Regions from separate parts of the Mus musculus genome. Here all the other regions are linked to region 1. A link is a contact called in public Hi-C, HiChIP or PLAC-seq and Micro-C data. All regions are on one chromosome and are shown on one strand. Each heading gives the region's core, a stretch centred on a gene start, on an enhancer-like site or on the middle of the called end of the contact. The rest is flanking DNA. Distances are from core to core; before and after follow the strand shown.

Evidence for each region. A called contact is a pair of places that touch in the nucleus more often than the background predicts. HiChIP or PLAC-seq counts read pairs in DNA pulled down with a chosen protein or histone mark.
Region 2: a Hi-C map of liver shows a contact between it and region 1, with 2.0 times the contacts expected there. The contact joins the promoter of C2cd2 here to the promoter of Ripk4 in region 1. A contact is called at or near these places in 2 of 484 Hi-C or Micro-C datasets (embryonic stem cells and liver) and 1 of 115 datasets of contacts at active chromatin or transcription factors (the SCID.adh cell line).
Region 3: a contact with region 1 is called in an H3K4me3 HiChIP or PLAC-seq map of embryonic stem cells, with 13 read pairs. The contact joins the promoter of B230307C23Rik here to the promoter of Ripk4 in region 1. A contact is called at or near these places in 4 of 39 promoter capture datasets (the 3T3-L1 cell line, cranial neural crest, embryonic stem cells and 1 more), 2 of 115 datasets of contacts at active chromatin or transcription factors (the SCID.adh cell line and embryonic stem cells) and 1 of 9 other capture datasets (adipose tissue).
Region 4: a contact with region 1 is called in a Micro-C map of embryonic stem cells, with 2.1 times the contacts expected there. The contact joins the promoter of Zbtb21 here to the promoter of Ripk4 in region 1. A contact is called at or near these places in 1 of 39 promoter capture datasets (cranial neural crest), 4 of 484 Hi-C or Micro-C datasets (all in embryonic stem cells), 2 of 115 datasets of contacts at active chromatin or transcription factors (extraembryonic endoderm stem cells and pancreatic cancer cells) and 1 of 9 other capture datasets (pancreatic islet).

The regions. Positions count from the first base shown.
Region 1 is chr16:97,762,339-97,765,038 of GRCm38.p6, forward strand. Ripk4 (receptor-interacting serine-threonine kinase 4) reads right to left here and starts at 1,441. Exons shown (of 8, transcript NM_023663.7): 1 at 1,190-1,441. The coding sequence starts at 1,371.
Region 2 is chr16:97,921,249-97,923,948 of GRCm38.p6, forward strand. C2cd2 (C2 calcium-dependent domain containing 2) reads right to left here and starts at 1,385. Exons shown (of 14, transcript NM_174847.2): 1 at 807-1,385. The coding sequence starts at 1,067.
Region 3 is chr16:97,996,017-97,998,716 of GRCm38.p6, forward strand. B230307C23Rik (RIKEN cDNA B230307C23 gene) reads left to right here and starts at 1,320. Exons shown (of 4, transcript NM_001362093.2): 1 at 1,320-1,420. The coding sequence starts at 1,418. It overlaps C030010L15Rik (a long non-coding RNA gene), which reads right to left. Exons shown (of 5, transcript XR_001781957.2): 3 at 1,681-1,771; 4 at 910-1,435.
Region 4 is chr16:97,961,227-97,963,926 of GRCm38.p6, forward strand. It overlaps Zbtb21 (zinc finger and BTB domain containing 21), which reads right to left and starts at 1,396. Exons shown (of 3, transcript NM_175428.4): 1 at 1,188-1,396.

The DNA.
Region 1 (2,700 bases), core at 191-2,690:
TCATTGCTGTTTTGGTTTTTACCTTTGAAAAAACTGTGGGCTGCTATTCAAAAATGGTTTGGATTTCACCAAAATAACCACAGGGCTCCCCTGGCCTGAAGGGTTCCCAGAACTGGAGTCTAGGAGGGTTTACACAGCATGATGAGCTGGTAGTGATTTTAGACACTAGTTCCCACCGTACCAGTTTCTAAGAAAAACTGGGTGATAGCAGAAGGCAAGCAAGCAAACAAACACAAACACCCGATAGCTCTGACAGTTTCCAGGCTAGAGATGAGGCATAAAGAGAGAACTCAAACCATCCCTCTTATTGTCACCCAGGCAGCCATAGTCACTACTCCAAAGTAATGTTGGAGTTCAGAGTTTCCGTGACTTAAGGCTGGTCCTGCAGACAGCTCAATGGAATTTAAGAGCTTTCTTTCTCTGGGTAAAACGCAAACACCACCACCATGTCGGCTTGGTTTGAGAGGAAGTCATTTAAGTCTGCCGTTCTGAGGCTCATACATAACCTATTACTACCAAACCTAAACAGTGAAACCTGAGGAAAATGTTTTTGAATAACTGCTCCGCACCTCGCCTCCAAATTTACTCACAAACCACAATCGCCAAAGAGTTTACCAGGGACCTCTCTGAGTCCTTTCCTATCGCTGGAATAATCCGCTAGGAGGGACAAAGAAAGGCCCAAGGTGCCCGGGGCCACCTGCCCAGGGTCAAAGAAAGACGTTCCCAGGGTCTCGCTCCTACCTTAAGTCCTTTAAAACGAAAGTGTGCGGGAAAAAGCTGTGGCATAACCAGATCTCAGACCTAAGCGAGACCCGGAGCCCTGTAAGCGGCTGTGCGCCGCGGACGCCTCGCCGGAACACAGCCGGTGCTTCCGAACGAAATAATTACGGTCTTACACCAATTTGTGCTCCGACGAAAATTACTAAGTGGAACTGAATCTAACTCGTTCACAAAGCGCAGAGGCCCACACGGCAATTTCTCTAAGCCCGGCGCGGACCGCAGCATTTGGTGGGTCCCGGACGAGCCCGACGCACCTCACAGGGCTCAGGGCCATCGCTCCCCGCCAGCTCCGAATCCCAGAAGCACTGGAGCTGCGAGGGACCGGTGGCCTGAGTGGCGCAAACTCTCTTCCGCGGCGCTTCACGTAGCACGCAGCCCCCATCCCACCCGGCCCCGCCCGGGAGCTGACCTGTCGTCGACGTGCAGACTGGGCGAGCACTTGATCGCGAGCCACGTCTTCCAGTGCACATGGCGCACCTTGTACACCTGCCCGAAGCCGCCCGAGCCCACCTTCTCCCAGCCTGCGAATTCGCCGGCGTCGAAGGTGCGCAGCAGCCCCAGAGCCCACCGGCCCCGGCCCTCGCCCTCCATCGCGTGCGTATCGCAAGCAGCCTGGCTCAACCGTGTCCGCCCAGGTGCTCAGGTGCATGCCCCGCCCGCTGACGTCACTTCCGACGCTAGCCCCATCCCGCCCCGCCAGTCCCCTGGGCCCACCCCCGACGCCCTCAAGGGAGCGGCTGCCGGTGAGAGTCTAGCGCCGGGTGTTGCGGTCCCACCAGGGATCGGTGGAATCCCTGCGCTCCTAGGGGCGTGCGCTGTGGCTGGCCAACTTCTCACTGTAGTTGTAGTTCGTACCTAGTTCACTTCTCACAGTGCTGCCACTCTGCAAAACACAACAAAGTATAGTTTCCAACTGAGACGTGGACTTAGATCTGATCGCCAGGCTTGCTCAGGTTTCCCGGGTTATGCGCATCTTCGTTTGCAAACGTTAAATCCTACACAATGTTATCGTCTGGGTCAGTTCATGTACCCGATGCCAGTGGAGAAACAGAACATTCTGTGCCCTCCTGGGAGGCTTTTGTAACTTGCACTCTTAGGCCCTGGCGATCGCTAATCTTTTTTTCTCTCCCTCCGCCCTCCCCCGAAAACATTTGTTTATATTAGAGTTATATAGTATCCAACCTTTAGGACTGGTTTTCCACTCCCCTTGCGTCTTGGTTTGTTTTTTGTTTTTGTTTTTGTTTTTTTACCGAATTCTTCATAGGAGGTAACTGGTTCTTTAAAATTCAATCGCCCCTACCCTATAGTTCAAGCCTGTAAATCACAGTTCTGAGGAGACTGAGGCAGGGGCATCACCTCAAGTTTGAGATCAGCCTAGGCTTCAGAGGGAGGTCTTGTTTTAAACAAACAAACAAATATCCCTTCATTATGGAAAACAGTGACCTTTTAAAGGTAAACAGATGGCTGGAAAAGGAAGGATAATCAACCTGTTCATCTTTGAGAAAATTCAGCTTTGGGAAGGTAGCCTGGTCAGAGGTGGAAATGCCTGCTGGTTAGGTCTCTACCTTCAAAAAACATTTGTGCCCGCTGTGCTTTTATTAAAAGTGAGCTATTCCTTACCAAGGCATATGAAAACTGGGCATGATGGGAGAAGAGGAGGGGACGTTGTGAGGACAGTAATTCTAGAGAACCTCTCTCCTGAGAGGTAGATTTCAAGTCACACCTAGCAACTGAGTCTTCTCTCCTGAGCCTCATCCCCCAGCTGGCTTCCCAGTGGAGGGGCCCACAATCCCAGCCCTACATGCTTGGAGGTGGGGGTGGGGGTGGGAGAGTCTCCTGGGAGCCATAGGCACTACCTTCCTTTTCCACACAATTTCTGAGTCCAAGGCAGCAGATAGCTATTTTAAATTCATCTGTAGT
Region 2 (2,700 bases), core at 135-2,634, 160 kb after region 1:
GCTGTATAGCAGGTACAGAGGCCTGTGTACCTGAAGTTGAGGGACAGCTGCAGCGCTGACAGGTGCCAGCTCTGTCCCACCAACCTAATTCCCCTGTGGAATGCCTCCAAATTGTAGACGCCAGGAACTTGTCCTTACACTAACATCTCTTAAAAGTAAAAATAATTCTGCAAGCAATTAACAATGAAAGAAACAACCACAGGAGTATGAGACATAGAGCAGGGTAATAAGCCCAAGGTGTGAGGTCAGCACATTTGGGTTCTCATCTTGGCTCTGACACCAAAGACTACTTTAACCTTCCAGGCCTCAGTTTCCTCAGATGGATGATGATGATGACATGCTAATCTGGAAGTGACATAAGCATTTACAGTCCCCAGGGCTATAGCTGAGAAGCAGCGAGATCTCAATAAATGGTCACTATTCTATGTGCTCAGAAATGCAAGCCTTTTAGAATTTAGAAGCTTTAGGCAGAGAACAAGATTCTAAATGAAAGCACATTTGGATCACAGTTATCCATTTATCGGGTTCAAAACCAGTAGGTGTCCACTCGGAATCCTCTAGGGACCGGCTGGGTGGTTCTCCCACAGAAAGCCTCACGGAGCTTAAGACGTTTGCTGTGTGAAACAGTCAGTCACTTTGTTAACTCCCCACCTCAGGTGCTTCACTCTCCCTAGTTCTAACTTCAAAGAACGCCTTTCCTCGGTAGGCTCTGGGTGGCGAGTCAGGGACTGTGGCGGCCTCCCAGGAACAGGGCTCTTTCTGATGCCCCTCTCACCTTCAAACACCACGCCCTCCTAGGAACTCACCCCTCTCTTTTCGGCCTCATAGTTCAGGGCGGTCACCCAAGCCGCCTGCCACTGGTTCCCCCAGCTATCCCGTGTCAGTATCCAGGAAAGGAGTGTGTCCGACTCCCGGCGCCTTAGCTCATCCGGCTCCGCCCGCCGCCGGGGCGGGGGTCGCGCCTTGGCCAGCGCCCACTGCGCCAAGTACAGGCCCACGGTGCCCAGGGCCGCGACGAAGAGCGACACCAGGAAGAGCCACTGCACCTCGCTGAGCCACGAGCCCATGCTGACGGCGCATACCCGGCGAGCGCGCCCCGACTTCCCCCAGCAGCCGTGGCCGCAGGGCGCGCGGAGCTGGCGGGTGGCGACTCAGGACATCCGCCGGTACGCAGGGGCACAGGGTCCGGGGCCTGGGAGGCCAAGGCAGCGGGGAGGGCGGCGAGGACCGGTAAGCGAACCAAATTGAGCGCTGCGCGCCTGGGAGCCAAACGCGGGACAGAGGAAGCTGCTCCCCACGCGCGGTTGGGAAGTGCAAGGCAAAGGCTCTTCTTCCCAGCTTGCCGCCCGGGTTGTCCCGCCCGCGGCCCGTAGTAACCGCAGGAGGCCGGGCCTGGGGGCGGAGCAGGAGCGGAGTCTCTTTTTACAGCTCCGCCTCCTTAAAGGCCCCGAGGGCCCTCACGGCGGCGTTAAGGGCGCAAGTCCTCTCCTGCCACTACCTTGAGTGGTGGGTGAGAAGGTGTCGGGGTGCCTCGCTTGGCGCGCCTTGGCTGGGAACTGTGCGCTGGCGCGTGGGTGGGATGCCCAGATAAAGCGAGAATTCCAAGAATTTCCCCACTGCCAAGACTAGGATTTTGCAAGGCTAGCCACAGCAGCCTGTAGCTGTCACCCTAAAGTAGGCTGATGGTCGCTGCAATATGGGGATGATGCCTGTCCTATTTCAAGATCCAGGGAGGTGCTTGTCAAACCTAGGCCATAGTTCAGGATGTGCATGGATCATCGACTTTGGAGTGTGTGTGTGTGTGTGTGTGTGTGTGTAAGTATACATGTGTGGTATGGTGGGAGGGGAATTTGGTATGTTGTATGTGGTGGTGAGATTTGTATGTGCACAGTACCCGTTTTTTGTGTTTTGTGCATTTGTGACAGCTTTCTGCATGCTCATCTTGAGAAGTTTCAGAAAGTTGTCAGAAACATGGTTCAGCTGTGTTTTCTGCAGCTGCATCAGTGGAACTGGACTTCAAGTTAGGCTAGGTGGACCTAACATTCAGCCTTCTCCTAGTATGTTGGAGCAAAAGACTGGCTACATCAGGGGAGATATAAGCCTAGAATCAGTGTCCCTACCACATTTATCTTTGAGGAGAAACGTGGGGTGGCAGTTGGACAGAGGGACTTTGTGGAAACAAAATGGAATCAGTTCAAGGTTGCTAGGATTGAACTTGAACCTCTCCTAGCTAGGATATGGGATTAAAAACTCCCTAACCCTAACCCTGTCTTGAAAAAACAAAAACAAGCAAAAGAACAAACAAACAAGCAAAAAAAAAAAAGTAAACAACAACAAAACAACCCTAACCATGTCTTTCAAGTTACCATAGGATGATGAACCCTACCTAGCAGGCATAGTACACTGGCTGGAGGCTCAGACTTACTCCCCTTTCCCTCTTTATATCTGGTATTTTAGCAGAAACAAAGAAAATCTGTTCTCATTGAAAGAAAAGGCTGTTTATTTTCTAACCTAAAGCTAGATCTATTCAGTTGGATGATGTAGGTCTTACCAGACACCTGGGAGACTAGACCACATCTACCTGTGTCCAAATCCACCTGTGTTCCTATGTGTATGTTGGCTGCTACTATGTGGGTGGTGACAAGGAGCTCATCTATCCTGTGTGACTGGTACAACCAGTCTCATTCTTCCACGGACATG
Region 3 (2,700 bases), core at 70-2,569, 230 kb after region 1:
TAGTGGATTCAGTGATCCCAAGGAACCAGAGAGTTCACTAGTCCCAAGGAGGTCAGAGAAGTTATGGGATGGGAGTATAAGGAGCAGAGGTGGGGAGAAGGAGCTAGCAAGGCATGCAGGGGGGAGGGAGATGGAGAGGGAAGTGGAGGGAGGAGGGGGAAGGGCAGGAGAAGGAGGAAGGAGGAGGCAGAGAGAGAGAGAGAGAGAGAGAGAGAGAGAGAGAATGAAACAGAGAGACAAAGAGTACAAACTGTCAGGATTATATAGGAAGATCTTCTGGAGACAGGAAAGCTCAGGGTACAAGGTGGGGTCTGCCAACTTTGCTATGTAACAGGTGGAGACTGAGGAGAGCTGGGAGAACCTGGAGGTTCAGCTGTAACCTTCCCAGCCTTGAGCAGGCTAAGCAGACCTTGAACATTCATCTTGACAGGCCTTATCAAGCTGGATAGAGACATGTGTCTTGGCTGCAGTTGCAGGTTCCCATGGGAACTTAGCTGTTTTGGCTGCCTGTGCTGACCTTGTTCTACAACATATTCCAGCTAAAGAAGGGGATGGGTTTTGTGGTTTTTCCCTTTATAAACGTAAAGCCTATTATTAAACTTTGAGTCTTGATCAGAATCTTTGTCTTGACTTCATTCTTCTCTCGCGTACCCCCCACCCCCATCTTTTCATTTCCAGCACCCCTTTCAGGTAAACTCAGTTCTCCCGCGGCTGCTGGATGGCTCCACCCAGCCAGCTTTGGTGTGTTAAATATATGCAGATCAGAAGCTGGTCCCGGGTCTGAATCCCAACCGCAACAAAACTATTGTTTCCCCAAATCTCTTTTTAATCGTTAATATCCTGGGCACCCTTCCGCTTGTAGGACAGATTGATAACTCCACTGCAAGTTGAGCTATGCAAGCTAACTACCTTGATTCCAGGAGGAAGGCAAACAGTCTACTGAGTGAGGAAAGCTCAGGCTGAAAAGTCAAGGACTTGCTGAGCACGGGGTCAACTGTTCACATAGGGGAGGAGCAAGCGGCTGAGCAGTGATAGGTGCAGTGGTGGTTCCTCCCTGGGGCTGTGCGGGGAGACAGAAGGGTAGGCTATTGGAGGACCGGCACAAGTATTACAGAAATGAAAATCCCTGTAGATCTGGAAAAGGTCGTCCCTGGATTTGAAGCTTGGTCTGAGAACTTCTACACTGTGTGGCTTCAGCACACTCTAACTCTAAGGGAGGTGCTCGACTCACTCAAGACTTACTGGCCAATCAGAGCCTCCAGGCAGACCTGCGTGTCAGAAGAGAAGGCGGGTTTTCCGGGTGCGGTGGTGTCGGTTTCGCTTCCTGGTTGAGTGCTTGAATGGTTCTGTGTGCCGTGCTCCGTTTCCTGCGGTTGGATGCTGTGGATTGTGCACAGGCAAGCTCCGAAGTTGCGACATGGTAAGCACAGGGTCACTGCCAACAATGGGGAGAAGCAGGGGTCTCAGCAGCGCGAGCTGGTGTGGTGGGGCTTTCACAGGACTGAATGGGAATCGGCGGCCACGTGTGAGGTCCTAGCCACTTGGGGGACCCAGCTGTAGCCTCTGAATAACTTCACTGTGGGGGCTGCATCTGTGCAGAGCATTTGGCCTGTGTGTAGAAAGATCTTTGGCATGATCCCAAACTCAGAGAGTACTAGTTTCTGCAAGTTCTGTTCTTACCATTTGCCATTAAGGTGGACAATCCATTGGAGTTAATTTTGTGGAGGTTGTAAAAGACATCTCATGTGCTGGGTAGCAATCCAATATCAAGCTGTGATGTAAAAGTGCAGGATTAATGATCTAAAGGATTTACTAAAGCTTAGGAGATAGTAAGGCACTCCAAGTAGAATTTATCTGAGGGTGGACTGCATGTAAAACATCCCACAGATAGGTAATGTGCTAACTAGGGCTGTTAGAGATTAGGTTGCTAGGATACACAAGTTAATTCACCCGGATTGTCCAGAAATTGGGCACCAAACCATAACAAAGGAAACAAACTTGATTTACTACCATCCACTAGGTTCATCTTCATATCAAAGAGCAGGCCTCTAACAGGCTGGTCTATGGGGCCTTACAGGATCACAATCTACAGTAAGGCCTGGTGTGGCATAAAGGTTCAGTTTTCTTCTTGAGAAAAGCATAGTTCTGCCACATGGGTGAGATGATGCCTAGTGACAACCATGTGAGAAGGTAAAAAAGAAAACAAAACAAAACACTGTTGTATTGAGTGCTAAGTTACACTTTCCCTGAGGTTTCCATATATGGAGAATGACATAGCTCCTCATGAAACCCAGGAACATGCTTGGCAGAGCCAGTCACAGCTTGGGGCCTAGGCCTTGGGAGCTTTCCCTGAGGCTCTGGGTATAGAGATAAAACAGAGCTTCTTCTCTAAGACCTGGAATATGCTTGGGAGAGCTGGTAATAGTCTGGGGCCAGGGCCTTTGGGAGGGGTTGCTTCAGATTCTGAGAGCACAACTCTTCCCACCGTACGGGGTTGTGGTTATCAGTCCCAAGGCCATGAGAGACTTGGTCAGAAATTTTTTCAGATACACTGAGTTTCCCCTTGTGCAGCAACTATTTGATTAGACTTCTCCTGAGTGTGTCCCATTGTATGATGCTTCTGCTGACTTCATAGTTTCTTCATCTTTCTCCTGACTTCATAGATGTCTCCCATCTCCTTCCTTTCCCTCATGTCAATCG
Region 4 (2,700 bases), core at 146-2,645, 200 kb after region 1:
GTCAGTTCCTCAAGGGAGAGTTTCTATTAACAATTTCTATTTCCTAAGAATGACACTCCCTATACTTTCAATAAATACTAAATGAAAACACTATGCTGTTAAGTGCATCGGCTGAATTAAAGAGTCATTTTTACGTAAGCCAAATTTCTACTTTAACGTCAATATTTAGGGGTAAGGTTAAGGGTAATGATTAATCACTAGAAGTGGAGGAAGGTTTTCAGTGGAAACACTAACATGGATTAACCTACTTTCAGCCTCTGAAACAAGGTGGGAGGACCATGAAACAAACCCAGGAACTTATGACTCAGGGTCATGCTGATGAACAATCACCAGACTATGCTGTAACACAGATAGATGTCCAAAGATGTAGAAGCGATTGGAGTTCATGCAACACACAAAAAAATGCCAAGCTTCAAAGGGCGGCTCAGTGTCCCCCAACACCACCCCTGTGTCGGGCAACCTTAGGGAGTACCTGTTTAAGGCTCTCTGTACACGTTCTGTAGTGTGCGGTTCTCCAGAACCCAGAGCCTCGGGGGCACATATGTGCATGGTTCTTTGATTACAAGGTGCAGTCTCTGCAGAGGAAGCACTCAAAGGTGCTCCAAATAACCAAGCCAGGGAGATGGGGGAGACCCCGGCCAAGATGTGAGCTGCAGGGAGGTCTTCCGTGCTATGTCCCCGAAAGAGGGTCTTTCTCCTAAGAAAAGCCTTGGGCCCGAGGGTGGGGGTGAGGGGTCCGATAGGGTGTGCATGGGCAAACGAGGTGGCCCCAGAGGTGCTGGCTGCCAGGCTGTCACGTTCCAGCCGCTGCAGGTGTGGGTGCCGCCGCCGCCGCCACCGCCCGCCAGTTTCCCAGCCCCGCGCGAGCGCGCGCCGCCCGCCCGCCCCAGAGAGCGCGCCCTAACCCGCAGCGGCGTCTCAACGGCTATGCTGTGGCCAGCACCCCAGACGCACACCGCGGCTACTCAGGCCGCCCGGGCCAGGGTGAGCAGCTCAGCGGCCTGGAGGCTGAGCATGCGTAGGAGCGAGGGCGAGGCCAAATGCGGGCAGAGAGCATGCGCAGTGCTTGGACACGCTCGACTACGTGGGAGTCTGGGCATGCTCGGTGAGGACCGCGGCCCCGCGCACGCGTAAAAGGGCCCGACGCCCGCAACCCACTGGTGGAGGAAAAAAAGAAGAGAAATCACCTCAGAGTTACGTCAGGAAAGGCCGCGTTTTGCGGAGAGGCCGTAGTCCCCGACCGGGCCCGACGTCCTCCTAGGGCGCGGAGCGTGACGGTTACTCACCGCTCTTCAGCCCTGGGGCAGGCGCCAAGCCCCTTTCCGCTCACACTCGGCTCGCGCAACCCGCAGCCTCCACTGCCGCTGTGATTCCATCCATCTTGAATTTGACGTCATCCCACACCAGGGATGAGGTCATCGCAAGCAGCGCTCGTCACGTGCGTGGCGCTGGGATTGGGTGCCGGGCGGCTGGGGGCGGGCCGAGGGCGGGCCTGCGGGAGCGCGGCCGCGTTGGGTCCGGCGCGTTGGTGCCTCTCCGGTGAGGCGCGGGCACGAGCAGCAGAGCGTAGGGACGCCCCCAGGGTACGCATGTGGTCGCGGAAAGCCCCTGAATGCGGAATGTGGAGCTATCGGGAAAATAGCTCATCTCCATTTCTTCCTCCTGGAGAAAGCGGCAGTGAACAAGTTGGGTTCCCAGGTTCCCCTTATTCGCTCTGTGGCTTTTTCAAACACATATCCAAACCTTACCCTTTTAAAATGGTGTTGAAGCTGGGAAGGGTGGTGCATGCAAGGAATCCCATCATCCAGGACACTGAGGCAGATTTCCCGTTAACTATTCTGAACTACAGAGTGAGGCCCTGGCTCATTTCAAAACAAAAGACAAAGAACGATTAACCTTTTTCCCTGCAACACCAGTTCTCTTTTAGCCTCTTTGCATGAAAATTACAATGCCATTTGTCAGATGACTGTACGCCAAAACCAGGCAGCTGGGTAACAAATGCCAAACTACAAATTCCAGCTGTGAAGAAAGGGTCTCTAGGCCACGGAAGTTTTCTAGAGCCTGGAACATAGCAGCAGACAGTCTCAACAAGTGAAATTTCTGTAACAGACTTTAAAAATGCCTAGATCCGCCGGGCAATGGTGGCGCACGCCTTTAATCCCAGCACTTGGGAGGAAGAGTCAGGCAGATTTCTGAGTTCGAGGGCCAGCCTGGTCTACAGAGTGAGTTCCAGGACTACAGAGAAACCCTGTCTCCAAAAACAAAAACAAAAACAAAACAAAAGCCTAGATCTTAAATTAGGTGTTCTATGTTTCAAGAAGTGTGTGGTTTTCAAGTATGCTTCTGAAGGTGGGTTTTAACTACGTGAATCAAGGTGAAACAGCATTATGAAGTGTGTGAGGGATATGTGGAGAAAGGAATCTTGCAATAGGTAGATCCATTGGGGGGGGGGACAGACTCCAAATGAATAACTCTGAGTATTTAGTTTTTTTTTTCATTTCAAGACTATGCCCTTTAGAATTTCACACTGAAAGTTCTCTTCTGCAATCATTCAAGGGTTTTTTTTTTTTTTGGTTTGTTTATTTGTTTGTTTGTTTTTAATGTATTTGTATTTGAACTGTATGGCAGTTAAGCAAGAAGTGGTCTTGTAAAGAGGGATTTGAGAGGACCACACACCATTGGGCCTCTTTTTTACATGCA